Regions from separate parts of the Mus musculus genome. Here region 2 is linked to region 1. The links are chromatin contacts, called in public ChIA-PET maps. All regions are on one chromosome and are shown on one strand. The core of a region is the stretch at or near the end of the contact, and the rest is flanking DNA. Distances in the headings are between cores, read along the strand shown.

The links. ChIA-PET counts read pairs in DNA pulled down with a chosen protein or histone mark.
Region 2: a contact with region 1 is called in an H3K27ac ChIA-PET map of liver, with 7 times the contacts expected there. The contact joins the enhancer-like site here to the promoter of Kng1 in region 1. A contact is called at or near these places in 18 of 39 promoter capture datasets (the 3T3-L1 cell line, the C10 cell line, the HPC-7 cell line and 11 more), 9 of 15 datasets of contacts at CTCF or cohesin (the NIH/3T3 cell line, embryonic stem cells, hippocampal excitatory neurons and 3 more), 201 of 484 Hi-C or Micro-C datasets (the 3T3-L1 cell line, 3T3-L1-derived adipocytes, the 63-12 cell line and 93 more), 31 of 115 datasets of contacts at active chromatin or transcription factors (the NIH/3T3 cell line, PVALB interneurons, T-cell acute lymphoblastic leukemia and 21 more) and 4 of 9 other capture datasets (adipose tissue, embryonic stem cells, embryonic tail and 1 more).

The regions. Positions count from the first base shown.
Region 1 is chr16:23,054,755-23,061,304 of GRCm38.p6, forward strand. It overlaps Kng1 (kininogen 1), which reads left to right and starts at 3,546. Exons shown (of 11, transcript NM_023125.3): 1 at 3,546-3,884; 2 at 5,629-5,739. The coding sequence starts at 3,690.
Region 2 is chr16:22,879,001-22,886,239 of GRCm38.p6, forward strand. Gm30505 (predicted gene, 30505) reads right to left here. Exons shown (of 4, transcript NR_110508.1): 3 at 5,189-5,239. It also overlaps a transcript of Dnajb11 not described here. Among named protein-coding and RNA genes, the nearest start is that of Ahsg, 9.4 kb to the right of the region's middle. Within about 2 kb of position 1,996, at least 36 of the 459 cell types and tissues checked have an H3K27ac peak or open chromatin away from gene starts, as enhancers often do. A contact at or near this core is called in the 63-12 cell line, the AtT-20 cell line, the C3H10T1/2 cell line and 7 more, where this site is marked.

The DNA of each region.
Region 1 (6,550 bases), core at 2,296-4,795:
AGTTAAGAATACACATAAGCCCTAAGACTGCTGTCTTACTGTGTACTCAGCATGTTTGATTGATCTCTGGTCTTAAGAAGAATGCTGCTATCAACCTTACCTTGGATTTCCCACGTAATCAGCTTTTCATAACTAATGTTTTATTTTGGTTTGCTTTGTTTTGTTCTGCTTTTTGAGACAGGGTTTCTCTGTGTAATCCTGGCTGTCCTGGAAGTCACTTGGTATACCAGGCTGCCCTTGAACTCAGAGATCCACCTGTCTCTGCTTCCAGAGTGTTGGAATTAAAGGCATGTGCTACCATTGCCTGGATGCATAGTGGTGGTCTTAAACTATGTACCTTCCGTGCTCCTAACCCAAGAGTAATGCACATGTGTATGCATGTGTGTTTTGATAACCTTGCTCAAACCAGCAAATAGGTTGAAAGTAGCCTTATAAAATGAGTATCAACCACAAATGTTGGATATACCGTGAATATTGCTTGTTTGATTGATTGATATTCTAAAGAATTTACAAATCAACACTCTCAGGAAACACTGAATTACACAAAGTAGAATTTACTTAGAGAAGTTCTATCTCTGATATGATTGGAAGGTAAGAGATGTCCTGGCGTGACTTGTGAGAAACTGTATGAAAGAAAAAAATATGCCATATTGAAGTGGTAGGTGTGTGCTCTTGCTGTAAGGGAACATACCCATGAGAAAATTTTAGTCAGTTTCACATGCACTGATAGAGAGGACATTTAACAGTGATATAAGAAATTAATGTCACAATAATTGAACACTAGTCTAGCTGAGGTAAGTAGCAAAGTAGCAAGCAAGGTTTCTGGCTTTAATGCTCTGGCATTCCTTGTTTCCTCCTAATTACAGCTTTGTAGGCTGGTCTTATTTCATAAGACCTCTGTAGTATTGATTGCCTCTGTGTTTTCCTTTTGGATTTTATAAACCAGGAGATTTTGGCCACAAGTTGGAAGACGAGTCACATAATTCAGATACAAGTGAATGGATGCAAGGGGTTTGAAAATGTGCCTGGACTTGACAGCTTGAAACCTACTGTTCCAGCCTTAGCCAGAGCACCTGCCCTGTTAGCCTGTTCTGGGGTGACTTGTGTGGCTACAGCACTTGCCAGCTCTCCTAGAAGCACCTGCTCTTCTTTGGATCTGCAGTCGTTGTTGAAGGTGTGGATGCCTGTGCAAGTGACTAACTACTGTATCCACTTTTGTGATTTTTGTTTTTGTTTTTGTTTTTCTTTGGGTTTTGGTTTGGTTTGGTTTTTGGCTTTTTGAAACAGGGTTTCTCTGAATAGCCCTGGCTGTCCTGGAACTCACTTTGTAGACTAGGCTGGCCTTGAACTTAGAAATCTGCCTGCCTCTACTTCCCAAGTGCTGGGATTAAAGGCATGCGCCACCACACCACGCTCACTTTTGTGATTTTTATAAATGCAGTAGCTTTGTGTAATCTTTTACAAATGTCTGATTAATTTTGCATATCTAGAAAGTAGATAACCTGTTAAACAGGACAACTTGACTTCCTACACAGATCTCTCTGCCATTGCTGCTTTTAGAGAACAGGTTACAAGCTTGATGATATTAGAGCACTCTGGACTCTTTCATCAGCCTGCTGCAGAATTCAGGTTCTTTTGTTTTGTTTTGTTCATTGAATCAGGGTTTATCTGTGTGGCCCTGGCTTTCCTGGAACTCACTCTGTAGACCAACAGGACCTTGAACTCAGAGGTCTGCTAACATCTGCATTCAAGTGCTGGAATTAAAGGTGTGTGCCATCACTACCTCGCAAGTTTGTCTTCTTGTTATTAATATTCAGGACATTTGGTGGGCTTATAGGAATAGAAATAGTCACTTGGGCATACCTTTTGTTCTGAACAGAACACTTTTACAGTCTGACTTTTACAAAAATTGCAATGCTTGTGACTTATATAAACTTCCTAACTGTAGAAATTCTTGACTACAACATGCCACTTTGGGGAAACTAAAGTCAAAGCCTTTCACTCTGCCTTGTTTTCTCTTCAACCCCTGTCTTCTCTTGTCTTTGCTTCTGTGACTCGTGGTATTAGGCTGTTTTGGTTACGTGAAAGCTTAAGTGTCTCAGGTTTCACTTCTGAAACTTGCTCAAAATTAAAGGATTTCTGTGAAAACCCTAAAACAATCCCATTGAGGTATTATGATTTCCACATCGTTCAGGGGAAGAAACCCTGATGCGAAGGTTCTCTGACTCTGACTCATACACACATGGGCAGAGATACAAACCTACACTTGTTCACATCCGGACACACAGAAGAACACATACACGGAGACTGAGGCACACACTCAGCCAAGCATGAAACTCATGCACACTGGCATATGTGCACACACCTGTACAGACCGAGTCACATAGAAGGTCATGGGTAGAGCTACATTGGCATTCCTTAGGACCTCTGGCCCAGTGCCTGTTCCTGCTGCACTTCTATAAAGTTCCCATTCAGCACACGGTGACAGCACCTGGCTCCAGGCCTCCGGGCCTCTCAGGCAGACTCCAGCTCACACTAGAAATTCCCATCAACCACACAGAAGCCAACTTTTGAGATTTCTTTATTACTTTTATTTCTTCTTTTTCTTATTTCCTAATTTCCTTCCATCTGTCTTTCCTTTCTTTTCTTTTATTCCTTTTTTAAATTATTATTATCAGTATTATTCTGTATTTGTGAGAGAGACAGAGAAAGGATGAGAATGTGTGTATGCAGGCACACAAAAGCCACAGCCCACATGTGGATGTCAGAGAGCTCTCAGGAGTGGATGCCTCCCCGGACACCTTGGTAAGACAGGTCTCTTTGCTTTTCTTGCTTACAAACTCCAGGGTACCTAAACTTCCTGGTGATCCTCTGGCCTTCCCCTTCTGGATTAAAGTAGGAATACCAGGGTTACAATTGTGTGTCACCATCCAGAGGTGTTCTGTGAACTCCTGGCTTCAAACTCTGCTTGCCAGCCTGAGGCTTGTGAGGCAAGCACTTGAATCAGGTGAGAATCTGCTGGCCCCACCCCTTCTTCACATAGACCAATAGAACCCAGCAGAGAGGTTGGCATGGCCAGAGGCCAGACAGGATGCCCATGATTTGTCAGATTTGCTAGTGTCCTGGGTGGAGCTCCCAGCATGTGACTGATGGTCCTGCACATGTGCTTTTCAAGAACACACCAGAGCTGACAAAACCTTGTGTCTGTACACTCTGACATGCCACAAGCAATATTGTGTAGGAGGTATTTCTACATTGTCTTCAATGTATATTTATGCAGAGCCCTTTGTAACTGGGCCAAGAGTAGCAAGAGGATACTGGAAATGGTTGTTGGTTTTAGCTCCTTTTACTGGTTTCTGCTTTAATTCACTGTGGAGAGTTGAGCAATGTTTTAGAAATGGGCTTTGCACTCCCACATTCTTTACAAAGGCAGACAAACAGGTCAACAATCCCATGTTGCAATTCTCCAGCTCCATACCTGGTTGGACATTGAGCAGAGTCCTGTTTGTTCTCTGGGAAGAGGGCACACAAGGGGCGTGACCTCAGGAATCTAAATAGGGGCCTAAGTGGTGAGGCAGAGAGAGCTGAGGCAGGAGAGATCAGAGCCCAGAGGCTGCCAAAATCAGCTTCTGAGTTGGTTTCCCATTCTTGGCAAAACAGTCCCTCAGTTCTAGAGGGACCCTTAAATCATGAAGCTCATTACTACACTGCTCCTCTGCTCCGGACTCCTGCTGACTTTAACACAGGGAGAAGAAGCGCAGGAAATTGACTGCAATGATGAGGCTGTATTTCAGGCTGTGGATTTCTCTCTGAAGCAGTTTAACCCTGGGGTAAAAAGTGGCAACCAGTATATGTTGCACCGAGTGATCGAGGGCACTAAAACGGTGAGTAACAGCTTTCCTGTGAAACCACTTGTAATTGGTGCTCTCAGGCACAGGGGTAGAGGTTGGAGATGGCCCGTCCTTAGTCTTCCTGGGCGATCATGAAAGCAGTATCCCAGGAAGAAAGAAACCACAAAAGATGGAGATGTTCAAAAGGGACAGGCATAGTGGGGAATCCAGCAATGCAGTCAGCTTGCAGTAGGGGAATCCACTGCATCTGTGAACTTAGCCATTTTCCAGACTTAAGGGAGAGTTCCCTCCTGGGATGAATACAGGGAGTAAGAAGAGAGCTGACATTATTGCCTTGGACCAAGTATCTAGCACTGCCTGTGTGTGGCTGATTCATTGAGCTTAATAGTAATGTTTCCACTAGCTTTCTTTAGTTTGGGGGGCAGGGAGGTGGAGCCATGGTGTCATTTAGCTTTAGATTAACAACAAACTTGCTGTGTAGCTGACAATGATCTTAAACTTTTGATCCTCCTGCCTTCATCTCCCTGGTGCTACACATACAGGCTTGTGCCCCCATGCCAGGTTTCTGTGATACTGGGGAATCAACCTCAGGACTCTGCCACCTACACTCCATCCGGAGCACACTTTGGCAGGTTTTCTCTATATTCTTACTGCTTTGTCAGTGCACGCAGGTAGGAAAGGAATGAAAGCAGGGTGCATAAATTAGAGAAAAACTTTCTTTAAGATTTTTTAAAATTAAGTTTACAGACTAGAGAGATGGCTCAGTGGTTCAGAGTACTGGCTACTCATGTGAGCAGGGGGCTGGGATCAGCTCCCAGCACTTATGGTAGTCACAACCATCTCTAACTCCAGTTCCAGGGACTACAGTGTGTCTTCTGGCCATCCTGGGCACCAGGCACACATAGTATACATACATACATTTGGGCATACACTCACACTCTTAAGATAAAAATTAAGAATTTACATTTAAAAATCTTTGAATAAACAAATTTCATGTAAAAGACTTTCTTTGGATTGGTCACATTATTTCAGCATGAAAAAATCCCAATCCTTTGACGCCATGAGGATAAACAGAAAGCCCTGAGGGACACAGGCGTGTGTGATTCAGAAGGTGAAGGGAAGCCTTTATTTCTCTCTGCAGCACAGCCTGCAGTCTGCTTCCTCCTCTCAGAGCCATATCCCCTCGTGTCTCCACTGCTGACACATGGGGCCCATGGGAGTTTCCTTGTACAAGGTCCATGTAGCTCTCCTGGCCTTGAACTCAAGGTCTTCCTGTCTCAATCCACCAAGCGTGCTACTGGGATTCCTGGCTTCACCCCATGCCCAGGTTTACCCAGAGATGTTGAACTCATATATGTACATACATGTAAACCAGGGTTTACATAAAAGAGGGCAGGGATAATACTATGGATACTGCTTTGAAATCACTAAGAGTATAAGCATATTATGAACATAATTCCAAGGAGTATTTATACACACGTAAACATTTATTATTTTTTATTTTTATTTTATTTATTTATTTTGGTTTTTCGAGACAGGGTTTCTCTGTGTAGCCCTGGAAGTCCTGGAGCTCACTCTGTAGACCAGGCTGGCCTCGAACTCAGAAATCCGCCTGCCTCTGCCTCCCAAGTGCTGGGATTCAAAGGCGTGCACCACCACCGCCCGGCAACATTTAATTTTCAATAAACACAGCTGTCCCTGCATCTGCTCAGGACTGCTGTTTGTAATGTGTCAGGGTCCCCTAAGTGACTCCAGGTCTCACCCTTGCTTTCCTCAGGATGGCTCTCCAACCTTTTACTCCTTCAAGTATCTAATCAAGGAGGGCAACTGCTCTGCTCAGAGTGGCCTCGCATGGCAGGACTGTGACTTCAAGGACGCTGAGGAAGCCGTGAGTGTGCTCTTTATAGGAAAGCCCCAGCCTGCCCCATGCAACCCCCAGGGTGCTCTGAAATGTCCAGGAGACTGGTAAATGACAGATCAGTGGGAAACTTGTACTAGTGTGGGGGCACTCCTGACCACTTGGTTCCCAGGCGCTTGTTTACAGCAGGGCCCCCTGCCACCTCAGACACTCGTCATCTTTCACGGTGACAAAATGTGTCAAGTACCTGTGGTGCTGTTTCCACAAGGTAGGTAAACTGAGGCAGTGAGAGGCACCCGGGCAGAAGGAACAACTCACAGCCAGCAGTGTGGAAGTGGGAGGTTCTAAGAGATTAAGCTGAAGTTTATGTAAAGAGCAGACACCCACTGAAACTGAGGGGGAAATCAAATTTGAAGCTCCTCCTGTTGGTCCTGAGGCAGGGCATCCAGCTGGGTGACAGAGAAGCAGCCACAGAGCTCCACATCAGGGCTCAAGTTTAGAAACCTTACTCTCCCTCTGCCCAGACCCATGAAGATCAGTGGTCTGTGGAAACAGTCACTAGGTCACATTAATATTCATTCTCACGTCTCACAAGTGGTTAATGGGCTGGAAAGATTGCTGAGTGGTTAAGAGCGCTTGCTGCTCTTCAGAAACTTGGGTTGGGTTTCTAACAGCCACATGGACACTTAGAACCTCTGTAACTCTAGTTCCATTGCTTCTGCCGCTGTCCTCCGGATTCTGCAGGCACCAGGCACACATGCAGTGTACAGACTCACATGCATTAGAACAAGTAAATCTGGGCTGGTGAGATGGCTCAACAGGTAAGAGCACCCGACTGCTC
Region 2 (7,239 bases), core at 746-3,245, 180 kb before region 1:
GACACCATAGAGAGAAATGTACTTAAAAAAACTTCTGGTGGTATGCTGCAGTTTCTTGTCACTTCTCCGGATTCCCACTGATTGGATTCCCATATTGAGGCAAGACCCATGGAGGACAGGTGGAAGGGTATAAATAGGACTCCATGGTGTGATGGAGACAGAGCTTGGCTTGCTGGTACAGCTAGCTGAGCAACGCTTGTGAGTCTCGAGTCTTCGCTGACCTTCATTTTCCTGAGAGAGACACAGCTGAGAACTTCTCCTGGGGCCCCTCTGGGGCCCTCCCACTGGCTCAGGCTGAGGCAGGGGCCTGGCTGTCTGTGCTAGGTCATGTCACTGTTGTTGGTGGCACTACTCTGCCGAACTGGACTGCTGGTGTATCTATGAAGTGCTTGTGAGTGGACTGAGCTGCCGCTGCCAACCTGTGAACTGAACTGCTGATTTCCAGACAATGCAGACAGGAGTTGCTCCAGGGAACCTTTCTGAAACAGGTCCACTTCCCCCATATCCTTTCTTTTCCACTACCTCTGGCAGGTGGTGGGCTACAAGGGAGGTTAAAGGTTAAAGCGTTTGTAAGAACCATCTTTAAAAATAAGGTTTGAAAAAATTAAAGTTACCAGTATGTAAAGTTGCAAGCATTACTGGGGCCATCTTTGAAAAGAAAATCCCTGGTGCTCACAGGAGGTGGGGGAAACAAGCAGAAACTAAAGCTGTAGGATGTCAGAGCAGCACCAGGGAAAGCCACAGAGCTCACAGAGGGGAAAATGGAGCTGGGACTCCGGAAGCTTGAAGCGTCTCCTAAACCATGAGGACCAACCTCTGAGAGGCAGGGAAGGGAGGCTGAGGGGAGAATATGGGGACAGGTGCTGACATACTCTGTCAAACACAGTCACAGATAGAAACCTTCCTGTCTGGCTTTGGAGTCCATTCCAGTGTTTGCTAAGCCAGTTCCCCTTTGGAATTGCTAGCCAGGTCTATGTGTGTCTGCCTGCCCTTCCTCTTGATTCAGGTTGGGGTTCTCTGTGTAAGGCTCTGGGAAACTAAGGATGTCCAGAGGCCAACAAGTGAGTGGTAGAGGGCAGCCTTACTGCACCATGCCCTCCACTGCTAGTATCTGGACTCCACTACCTTCCCAGCACACAGCTCGTGGAGTGCGGTGAGAACTTTCCAACCCATGAGGTCAGTTCTTGCTGAGGATAGCGCTGGGTCAGGGGATGCTGTTCCCACTGGCCTTGGCCCTGGAGTGTCGCTTCTCTGCTTTCTCCCTCCTCTGCTTCTTCCTCCTCCACACACATTCTTCTCTGACAATGTCACCAGCGTGTGTGTGTGTGTACATACACATAGCCCCGAGACAGATCCTGGCTACTTCATTTATGAAAAGCAGGTCCTGTGCCAATCGGGCTGCTCCAACAGGTCACATGGGTACTGAAAAATAATCTCCCCACCCCCACCCCTGACTGTTTACACATTTAATCAGAATAGAAAGTATAAGAATGGCATCAGCTTCAAACCACTCTTATTTAAATAGTTGACAAAATGCCTTTTATTGAGGAAAAAATGAGCAATTGAGATAATAGTGAAAAATTCAGGTCTGACAACCAACATCAGCCTCTGTGTGTGTGTGTCTTTGTGTGTCTCTGTGTGTGTCTCTCTGTGTGTGTCTTTGTGTGTCTCTGTGTCTGTGTGTGTCTGTGTCTGTGTGTATCTGTCTCTGAGTCTGTATCTGTGTGTCTCTCTGTGTCTGTGTGTCTCTGTGTCTGTGTGTCTCTGTGTCTGTGTGTGTCTCTCTCTGTGTGTCTGTATCTTTGTGTCTGTGTGTGTCTGTATGTGCTTGCATCTGTCCGTTTCTCTGTCTCTTCCCCCACCTGTGTCTCTGTCTGTTTGTCTCCTTCCCTCCCCACTCCCCATCTCCATTCTTTCCTCTCTGACTCCTCACCCGCTGTGTGAGGGTTGGGGAGCAGAGTCACTTAAAATGACTGTCTAGTCAAACCTTGGCACGAGTTGACCCAGAGCCTAGCAGAGTATATTTCTATTTTTCTTGACTGGAGACCAAGAGCCACAGGAACCGGGCTTGGCAGCTGACTTTCATTAGGGCATAACAAACAGGATTACCCATTAGTGGGGTATCAGGTTTCCTGGTGCCATTTTCTGAACGCCAAGATGCTGTGGCCTGTAAAGGAAAAGCATGTGGGGGGTCTGTGGGAGGGGTGTTCTCCCCCATGGTGGCTATAGTGCTTTCACCGTGGAGGGAGACTGGGAACTCACCTGATACGGACAGGGGGGAGCATAAGCTTGGGAATGCTTCTGAGATGAACCTCTGCTCCAACAAGGTGCAGGGGACCAAAATGCAGGGACAGCTGATATGGTGAAGTGACATCTCATGTTGAACTGAGGAAACATTACTCACAGTAAAGGAAGAGTGCTGATCTGAATCGGGGGGCCTGAGCCTCTCTGCACCCACTCAGGGTCGCCTGTACCCCTCATTTCCTGCTGAGGTTCCCTTGTCAGTAGCTTCTCCCCAGACTGGTGTTTAAGGACACACGGATAACAAGCTGATTGTGGACTTGCATCCCATTGCATCACAGAGTAAATTAGCCTTGAACTGTTGGTTTTGGACTGTCTACAAGAGATAACGCAGTCACCCACTTGTTTTGTGTAGTTTCTGGGTTTCAATGTCCTCGACAACCATTTCCTGTCCCCTCTGAGACGTGGTGTTCCCAAACTTCTTTAGCTAAATACTATCTATGTAAGAGTTATCTCATGACACAGGGACCATGTGAGTACTGTGCTCCTCCCCCCCCAACCCCCCAAGAAATTGAATTGGTGTCCCTTGTTGCTGGGCATTGCTGTCTGACCCTGCAGAGAGGTGTCCACCTCTGACTCTGTGTCCTCCTTCAAGATACTTATGCCTAAGTTTAGACACTACCCCCTCCCTGTGGGTATCACTGCTTATCCCAGGATGCCACTCAATGGATGCCACTGTCTGCGCCGAGGGATGGCTGTCTGATACTGGCGATCTCTGCTAGGCTTTTGGGACTACTCCCTTCTCTAATCAGTCAAAGCATTCAAACCCCTGAGAACTACTGCCTGATTCTTGACAACAGGATTCTGCTGGGATACCTGCTTCCTCTCTTCAAAGTACCTCGGCCTACCTCTGCACATTGCAGCTGTCTCCTGCCAACAGGGTACTGTTGCCTGCCATGGATATCACATTCTCTTGAGGAACACTTTCTGCTTGAGGGTCCTGCTGCCTGCAGTGAATACCACTGCTTGGCTGTGGCACTGTTGCCTATAACTGGGTACTAACCCACTTCAGGGCACAGCTGCCTGCCTCTGGACACTACTGCTCAGTGCTGGACAGCCACTGCATGTCGCAGGGCATGCTGCCTACCCTGAGCCCTTCTGGCTTTTGCCCTAGGCATCATCCTGACTCTTTGCTTGCTCCTGTCCCTGCTGAGGTCCTGAATACCAGGACCATGCAGCATTATAAAAATTGTAGGATAGTGCCTTTGTTTTCCTTTGTCCCAAGATTGTGGTGAACATCAAAATAAAGGTGTTTGGACTTCTGAAGTCCCCTTCAGTTCTTATAACAGAACTCAAATATTTATATCAGGAGACAAATCCAAGTGACAGGCACTGTGATGTTTCTTCCAGTTGATCATAGGGGCTCCTGAACCAAGCTAAGCCTTTTGGTCTAGGCTCTATCTAAAAAACAAACAAAAAAAAAAAACAAAAAAACAAAACAAACAAACAAAAAAAAAACGTGTTCTCCCCAAAAAGAGCCTCCTGGAGATGTAGATGAGAGTTCTACATTCGGATTCACAGGCACTGGGCCTGGCTGGGGCTCCTGAAACCTCAAAGCCCCCCACCTTCATCCCTGTGACACACCTCCTCCAACAAGGCCACACCTACTCCAACAAAACCACACCTTCCAACCCCTCCCAAGTAGTGCCACTCCCTGATAACCAAGAATACAAACTTATGAATCTATGAATGGGAACCATTCTCATTCAAGCCACCATAGCCCCTCATCCTTCCGTCTGTTCCACCAGTCCCCAGAAAAGCAGCCATGCTGCCCGGGGTGAGTGTGACATACATTACATTGTCATGTACTATTTGGAAGCAGGGCTGCACCCCCTCCCATTTCAGACCCAAACATGTTTATCTCAAAATGTTTATCTCAACACTCCTTATCTGGGGTGGGAGGGGGGGAGGTAGGCTGGTCCTCTTATTTCCTATAACAGAGAAGAAAATACAGCAAAATAGCTGTGCCCTTGAGAACTACTTCCAACAGAGGTTACTATTGTTTATCCCCTGATTGGAAAGCACCTGGAGCAGGTAAGAGCTTAGAAACCACAAGTTCAGCCACAGGAAGCTAGCCCATGGAGAGAAAGCTCAACCAGGAAGCCTGGAAGCCTCTCTGAGCTTGCCCAGTTGGTTTCTGCTGGATGCACCCAGTGATGATGTTGTCTCTACTTGTGGCTGTCTGTGCTTTTACTTGGAAGTATTGTACAGGAGAGGATGTTCTGCCTGGGACCCTCTAGCCATCAAAAGCTCCGGCTGCCTGTTTTAGTTTCCCGGGGCTTCCCCAGTCAGTTTCTGCTGATGGTGTGTGGTTGTCTGATCGGATGCTCAGCTTTCTCTTGGCTGCTCACAGTTTTCTTCTTTGAAACCTGCTTGCTGTGTAGTTAAACTCACTCATATGAAAGTGAAAATGTGACTACCGTGGATCACTGGCTACTGAGAACAGACAAGGTGGAGACACAAGGGTTTAGAAAACATCTAACAATCTCTGCCACTGCCTCTGTAGGAGGAAAAGCTCAAATATTGACGAGTCAGGAGACAAAATTTGTTGAAAAAGTGAAATAAAGTGAAAATGCATGTCAAATAGAAAGCACAAAACTCAAAGGGCACAGTCATTTCTAGTACTAACCAGAAATTTTGGTGCTTAATAGGAAACAGCACTTAAAATGCAAATATTAGGATAGAGGTATTGAAAATAGAGATTGTGAGATTTTTCTAAAGAAAGATGACTTGCCAGTCTCTAGGTGTGATTTCAGATACTGTGTATGTGCAGATGTGCAGACATGTGCGCTGTCCACCGGATCGGATCACTAAGGGTTTCTATGTGGGAAATGCATCACCTTGACAAGAAGTAGAGCTGTGTCAACGAGAGGCAGAGGGTACAGACCTGGGTCAAAGTCCCACCTCATCTGCTGTGTGTGCAAATCTCCACCCAGAACTGTTGGTATAAAAAGAAGCAGGGGCAGCGAGTCAAAGGATGGGGCTCTTGCCTATTGCTCTGTATCTGATCTGTTCTTTAACTTACATAATTTTTATAATGGGGGACAGGACATAGGGCTTCACATACTCTACAACTCTACAACTGAGCTATATTTCCAGCCCTTATGTAATTATTTTTATTTCAGTAACCATTATTTTTTCATTAAGAACCCATTGGCTTTTAAAATGCAGCCCCCCATCCTCCCCCCCGCCGCCATCAGCATTTATTTTGGAGGTAGAGTTTTATAACATGGCCAGAATTAATTTATTAATTGGGCCTGTACCTAGCAGATGAGCATCTGGAAGAAAGGACTAAGAAAGCCCTTGAGAAAAAGAGCTACCCCTCAAAAAGCCATACAGGACTACTCTGTGCTTTGTGTGACTCAATGAAATGAAGAACCCAGGTTCCCTTGTTTGAAAAAAAAATGTTTAAAAATTTGAGACATCTACCACGCAGCATTCCACCAAGCACAGGTTGCTTCTAAGCGCAGGACCTGGTGCCCAAGCACAGGCAATTCCTGGGAAGCCAGCTCTGAATGCACTTAGAGATTCCAAGGGGACACAGAGTGTCACCAGGCAAACCATCTTTTTAGTACTCATTGGCACCCCTCATAGAGGATGCCCTAAGATGTCCCCCCCCTCAGGCCTCCCCCCGCGTGCCTTGTTTTTGGGCTCCAGCACTTTATGCCTGCTTTTCTGGTCTTCTAAGTCCCAACAGTCACTCACACCTACTGCCTACTGCACACAAATTTGAACCTTGCCCTGCTGACTTTCTCAAGAAGAAAACCTACTGTTTTCACACACACACACACACACACACACACACACACACACACACACACACACACCACACACACACCCCGCTGTCTTCCTCAGGTTTCTCCCATTGCCAGATGCTATCGGCCATACTGTTTCTGACACGGGCTAACTGAGGTCCAAGGGCACCTCTTCTTCTTTGGCATTCCCCACACTACCTCTGTGTACTCTCCAAGCTGGAGCATTAGGACCATTAAGAACTACTCTTTACTGGTAGCCAACCCTGTGCCGGTCTTCACAGTGGACACAGTGAGCTGATGTTATCTCCTGAACTCCAAGAGTTATCTTTACTAGCCTGGTTTTAGTGCCCATATTTAACTGATGGAGAAACGAGGGCTTAGCACTAAGTTCACTAAATTGACAAATAGTGACAGAAGCACTGAGTGAGACTTTGGTGTGCCATTTGGCTCCTCGTGGAGGGTCAGAATCATGCTCAGCTGCCCCAGAGCCCCGCCTCCCACATTGCTAACCTCTCTACATCCTGTTCAGCCACACCTCCCAGTTCCTGCCTCTGCCTAAGTATCAGGATTCAGCTCCTGGGGTGCAGCCTGCCACTTAGCGCTGCCATCAAATGACTGGGCTTCTGGGTTTGAATTTCAGCACACAAAGAAAGCCACCTTGGCCCCATGATCTGTACCTTCACTACAAGGTGACTCTCTGGTGTCCTGTTGCTGTTGAATGTTTGATAAGAACAAATGCCACAAAAGATGACCCACCTCCCCAAGTGTAGTCAAGAGATCAGACAGCAAGAAAAAGAAATGCTACTGGCCTAGAGCCTTGCTGGATTTAAGAGCAATGAGAGGTGTGTCCCATCTTACGGTACTTTCATTGAAGTCAGTGTTCCCCCTGCCCATGTTCAAGACACCTAATCAAGGCAATACATAGATAGGAATGTGTATGCTTTGATTTCATTGTTAATCCGTTTGAGAGTCCAGAGAAATGTCTGAGAACCAGAAAAACACTTTCTGTAATGGTAACTGACCAGCTTCCATCCATTAATTATTGAATTGCGTACATTCTACACAAGTCATGTTCACTCAACTATGTAACTGACTCCTGAGCACAAGATGACTTATCTCACTATTTAGCCTTTGGGGTCCGTCTTCCCAACTCAATCACATGATGAGATCGTCTCAACATGGA